Linked DNA regions of Mus musculus: region 1 is linked to region 2. The links are chromatin contacts, called in public promoter capture Hi-C maps. All regions are on one chromosome and are shown on one strand. Each heading gives the region's core, a stretch centred on a gene start, on an enhancer-like site or on the middle of the called end of the contact. The rest is flanking DNA. Distances are from core to core; before and after follow the strand shown. Region 1 holds the start of Eef1e1 (eukaryotic translation elongation factor 1 epsilon 1). Region 2 has its middle 5.8 kb from the start of Gm4035.

The links. Promoter capture Hi-C pulls out the DNA fragments that hold promoters and counts their contacts.
Region 1: a promoter capture Hi-C map of pre-B cells shows a contact between it and region 2, with 3 times the contacts expected there. The contact joins the promoter of Eef1e1 here to the enhancer-like site in region 2. A contact is called at or near these places in 2 of 39 promoter capture datasets (maxillary cranial neural crest and pre-B cells), 1 of 484 Hi-C or Micro-C datasets (B cells) and 2 of 115 datasets of contacts at active chromatin or transcription factors (embryonic forebrain and pro-B cells).

What each region holds. Positions count from the first base shown.
Region 1 is chr13:38,657,593-38,660,388 of GRCm38.p6, reverse strand. Eef1e1 (eukaryotic translation elongation factor 1 epsilon 1) reads left to right here and starts at 1,361. Exons shown (of 4, transcript NM_025380.2): 1 at 1,361-1,482. The coding sequence starts at 1,396.
Region 2 is chr13:37,439,417-37,442,362 of GRCm38.p6, reverse strand. No RefSeq gene overlaps it. Among named protein-coding and RNA genes, the nearest start is that of Gm4035, 5.8 kb to the right of the region's middle. Within about 2 kb of position 1,497, at least 104 of the 459 cell types and tissues checked have an H3K27ac peak or open chromatin away from gene starts, as enhancers often do. A contact at or near this core is called in B cells, pre-B cells and pro-B cells, where this site is marked.

The DNA of each region.
Region 1 (2,796 bases), core at 112-2,611, 1.2 Mb before region 2:
CTCCGCAGGTTCTAGCAGTGGGCGTGGCAGAACGAATGAGCAGGAAGCTCCACCCCTGAACAAGCAGGTTTCAGGCTGGGGGAGGGGAGACTACACCCCAACAAACAGAATAATCAAGCCTGTCACAGCAACATCTTGGTTCCTGGTACCAGCTTCTGTCTTGGTCACTGTTCATTTGCCTATAATCACCATTTTTATTCAAACCACCACATAAGGATTCAACTTGTCTCAGTTAGAGTTTCTATTGTTGTAAAGAGACACCATGAGTTACTATTAACTTTTATAAAGAAAAACATTTAGTTAGGGCTGCCTTACGGGTTCAGAAATTTAGTCCATTATCATTACAGTGAGTCTCATGGCCCCAGGCAGGCAGACATGATGCTGAAGGAGCCAAGAGTTTTATATCTGGATCAGCAGGAGGCAAGGAAAAAAAAAAAAAAAGAATGCCACTAGGATCTGAAACCTCAAAGCCCACCCCCACTGCCACATTTTCTCTAACAAGGCCACACCTACTCCAACGAGGTCACGCCAATAGTGACACTCCCGGTGAGCATATGGAGGCTCATTTTCTTTCTTTTGGGGGGGGGGGAGAGGAGGGGTTCGAGACAGGGATTCTCTGTGTATCCCTGGCTGTCCTGGAACTCACTTTGTAGACCAGGCTGGCCTCGAACTCAGAAATCTGCCTGCCCCTGCCTCTGCCTCCCGAGTGCTGGGATTAAAGGCGTGCACCACCACGCCCGGTTGGGGGCTTATTTTCGTTCAAACAACCACAGATCTCAAGTTCCCTTGCTAGGTCACTGGCCCTTATCCTTATTTTAATTTAAGATTGTTCTATAATTTTCTTATTTGGAGAACTATTTGACGAGTTTGGGAATCAATGCTTTATATTTATAAAACAAATAATCTAAATTATTCTTCTGATCTACAATAGTTTTATAAGCATTGTAATGAATGATTCAATCTTTAAGATTCGGATACATTCAGCCAGGCAGTGGTGGTGCATGCCTTTAATCCCAGCATTTGGGAGGCAGAGGCAGGCGAATTTCTGAGTTCGAGGCTAGCCTGGTCTACAGAGTGAGTTCCAGGTTAGTCAGGGCTATACAGAGAAACCCTGTCTCAGAAAACAAAACTAAGATTCGGATACATTCTTCTGTGAAACTGTCTACACTCCGTGCTCTCCTCTGCCTACTGTGAGCAATCCACCGGACTCCGAATGTGGTTGGCCCCGCCCTTAATTACGAACCGCCCCCTGCCTTGAGCTGACTCCGCCCCTTTCGCGCAGGCGCGCTTGCCGTCCTCCCAGCCAATCGTGGGAGACATCTGTGGGGCCGGACTTCCTGCTCAATCAAGGTCCTAGCTGTGCAGGCCCCGCCTCCCTAGGAGCTGGGCCAGAAGATGGCGGCGGCCGCGGAGTTGAGGCTGCTGGAGAAGAGTCTGGGACTGAAGCCGGGGAATAAGTACAGTGCTCAGGGCGAGCGGCAGGTGAGGCGCAGCGGTAGGAAAGCAGCAGGGCGGCGGGGTGACCCGGAGCCTACGCGACCCGGCCGGGGCATCGGAATGGACTCCGCTCCCCACGTGCGTGCGGGGCGGGCCGCGTGGCTCGGTCTGGACCTCCAGGCAAATGTCACCGTCCTCCCCTCGGGGAGCAGAAAGCCAGTTCGCGGAGGCCTGGGCAGAGTCAGGGGTTCAGATCCCTGTAGGCGGCCGTTAGCCGTGCCTGGTCCTTTCATTCAGCGACCGCCTTTCCAGCGGCTGGCCGGGCGAGCGGTACAGATTCCTGGAAGCCGCCTGGCGGAGGGAACACGGAATAGGACCCTGCTCATTCTGGCGACACACCCGCTTGGATGTGCATTGTGCAGAGAATTGAGGAAGATTCCGGGTGTGGGGCAGTGGAATGCTTGGTGAGATAGAAGAATCCTGATTTCTTAGGGTGTAGAAAGTGAGTCCTTTGTAACTCATCATTTGCCGTAGAAAGATGGTACTAGAGGAAGAATGGTAGTGGGAAACCATAGAGTGTGCCTTGAACGGGATTCCAGATCTAGATGGCTTGTTCCTGTTTGGGCCCAAAGGTTTTGTTTTGTTTTGTTTTTTCCTTTAATGTCTAAATCGTAGCGGTATTGTGGGGTTCACAGTAACTTAATGTGGCACCTGGAAAGGTTAAATGACTTGCCTGCCGTAGGCTGCGAAGGCCATCCTCCCCAGAGGTGATGTGCTCTGTCCTCAGCCCAGTTTCCTTTGCACACCCTCTTTTTTGGCTTTGCCGAGACATGAGAGACAGTCTTGCTTTCAAGGCATGAGGGACAGTCACCAGCAATTAAGGGCCCAATAGGACAAGCGACAGGGGAGGAATACATTGAGGACAGTGGCACAGTGCCACAGAGGAGGTGGGATTTAAGCTTCAGTGAGAAGCTGGTGTTCAAGAGATTAGACTTGGAAGGATGTAGAAAACCAGTGAATTACTATGTAAGTTTGGGTCCAGTAAGCCACCCAAAACAGAGTAGTGCAATACAGAATAAACCCAAGTTCAGTCTTAGACCAAGTTCAGTTTGAAGTTCAGAGTTGGGTTTTAGTGCCTTGTGTAATGGAAACGTTTCACAGTGAGTCCCAGTTGAAAGTTTCTGGTTTTCTGTGAGTACAGACCAAAGACTAGAGATGAAATCACCGTGTTTCCTTAGTTGAAAACTAACCACAGTACACCAGCAGTTACGATGTGCTCAGCGAGATTCCCAATAATAATGACAAGGAACAGTCTAAGGATCCAACTGTAGGAGCAAGGTCCATTAGATTATGGTACAT
Region 2 (2,946 bases), core at 248-2,747:
TATGCTGGAGAGTCTGCCTTCCCTGAGATAAGCATCCTCCAAGGAGGAAGGTTTGTTCTGGCTCAGAGGTCGCAATCTGTGGTCATTGGGCTTCATTGTTTTTAAGGCCGTGGGAGGCCGTGATAAGGAGGCCACTGGACTCCTGACAGCCAAGAAGGGGAAGAGGAAGGGAGAGGGAGGGGAGGAGGAGAGAAGATGGGAGCTGAGGAGGAGGTAGAGAAGGAGGGGGAAGGGGAAGAGGTAGAGAAGGAGGGGGAAGGGGAGGAGGAGGGAGAGGAAGGAGAGAAGGAGGAGGAGGAGGGAGAGGAGGAGGAGGAGGAGGAGGAGGGAGAGGAGGAGGAGGGTATGACCAGCGGCAGAGAGGACTCAGCTAGTGGTCCCAGTACCCCACCTATCGAGAGCACATTCTCTAAACCTAACTTTTACTCTACCTACCTTTCAAAAGCTTTAAAATCTTTACAACCTTGCAAAAAGGACTCAAGTTACAAACAAAAACCCTTAACACACCAGACTCCGGGGAGACTTTTAAGATCCAAACTCTAGTGTCTATCTCTTATTGTCTAAGATTTGAGTCTTATCTCAGTCACAGGTTGGGCGTGCAGTCGACTGAGCTGTCTTTACCACCGGAGTCCTGCAGCCTTTGTTACCCCAGGAGAAAAGCCTGAGAGGCCCCATGTGTTCATGCTGGAACAAGGAACCAAAAGGGTCTGGGGACAGCAGCCAAGGGATGAAAGCCCCTTTCCTCACCCCGCAGGCTGGTGATGCTACTGGTACATAGCGAGTGGTTGCTATAAATTCCCAGATGTCTCCAGACTTTCCTCAGTGGCTATGTGACAAGACATTCATGCCTCCGCTTCTGTCACTCCTGCTCCCTGTACCCCCTTCCTGAGTTGAGTCTCTGTCTGCTTTGGGGTAAATTCTAGCTCAGGCAGACCAGGCAGGCCTGAGTCCTGAATCTTTGGGCTCTCTAAATAGTAGAAAGATGTAATGGGATATTGTGGGGGGCACCAAAAAAAGATACAGATGCCCAAAGGGAAAGGATGCTGCTGCCACAGTGGAGAAATAAACCAACGTGGACTAAAAATAGCACCGGGTTGGGGGTGGGGGGAGGAGGAGAGAATGGCCCACTATATTTTTAAACTGTTTTAACAGTGCAGAGAAGTGGCAAAACACCAGTCTCTGAGGAATATGGTTTGCTAAAGGGTGGGGCTGGGAGTTTGCCCACAATTATGCCCTAATGGTATTTTGCACTCCCTCTACATTCCATCCGTCAGTACATGCAAAACGGCCTTTCTCCCACATTCTTCTACAACACACTTGTAAAGGAAGCGAGCGAGCCTGTAGCTCTCATTGCTGGGATGGGAAACCAAGGCAAAATGACTGGTTGATCTGCCAAAGCCATAAGAGAAAGTCTTGCTGAGTTTGGGGTTACGCTTTGGGCTTCCCACTCTCTGTGGCTGTGGCTTTGGCCTGGCCCCGCCTTTTTACTGGATGTGACTCCAGGGCAGACAGTTTGCTAGGTTCCTGGAAGGCCGAGGTTTGCATTTGCACGAGCCTTGTAGTGGACTGGGACATTTCACAAGACAGGAGGAGAAAGCTGCAGCTGGTGTGTCTAAGAAAGGGAGGGGAGAGGAAATCTGAGGGCAAGCTGCACTGGGGTGGGGTGGCTTGTGCCCCTGCCTTCTGTCTTCCCATGACTGGACTTGTCTCTGCCCACGAAGAGCCTGCATCTCCTGCAGTGACAGCATAGGACAGGGCTGAGTCTTGTCCAAATATTGTTCTTCAAAACACCACTGTTCTTGGTCAAATGCAAAAGATAGTGAGGAGAACAATGCTCAACCTGCCCCCAATGTTAAGCTGCGGTTTTCTCTGCATACTGGGGGGGGGGGGGAGAAAGAAGAACTCTCAAGACAATTAGTGCCCACCTGTGAAGTTCTGGGCACCTGACAAAGGCGAGCTCAGCTACAGGCTTCTGCCTCTCAGCAAGGTTCTATTTTACTTTCGGCCTCCAGGCCGATGCTTGGCACTGCACTTTGAGTGTGGGGAAGATGGCTGGACCACAATGCCCTTGGCATGTATCAGTGGCATTTACGTGCTTCGCTTACCCCTTCTGACAGTCCTGAGAGGCACGCTTTACACCCACCCATCCTTTACAGATGAGCCATGAGAGGAGTTTAGCAAGGTAAGGTAAGCTGAGTGTCTCTAGACAGCCCCACCCTAGCCTGTGCGGTTTCCACCTCTGTGGAGAGAAGCCTCGCTGGGCTTCTGAACCCTGGCTGTTTCGTTAGCTTCCTACACAGCTGCCGGTGAGCAAGAGCTATCCTGGAGAGTCCTGGGCATGGTAATCTCAAATCATGGGTTTGTCCCTGGGTTTCCCCACCTTTTTTTGTTACGGGAGACAGGTTTTGTTTGCTTCCTAGAGTTTGTCTTTGGGTAACTGTCAGTGTACTCGGCTGTAACAAAGCAGGCAAGAGAGAAGCAACTGTTGAATGTTTCATTGATGCATCAGTTTATTGATGGCAGGAGGAATTCCTTCACAGCTTGAGGACTCCACACTGCTGCCGGCCTGGGATTCTATGTTGCATAGCTGTAGATGCTGTTGGTCCTCTGGGAACGGTAAAGCTCCAAGAACTGGTGCCACGGGTTTGTTTGTAAGGAAATCCTGAAGACTGACGTGTAGCTCTCCATCTTTGAACTTATAATCCCGCTTGTGGCTTCAGAGTTCTGGGATCACTCCTGTGGATCACATTAACCCAAGACAACACCCACCTTAAAAATCTCCAGGAAGTTCTCACTGGCTGGTAGACAGAACAACAGTGTCTGGAAAGAGACACGAATCACATGATCTCAAAGTGATTCAACAGCGTTAGATTGTGAATAGAAAGGGGGCTTAGGTCTGTCCCGCCCCATTTGTTTACCTACATTTCCTCTTTGTATAGGCATCGT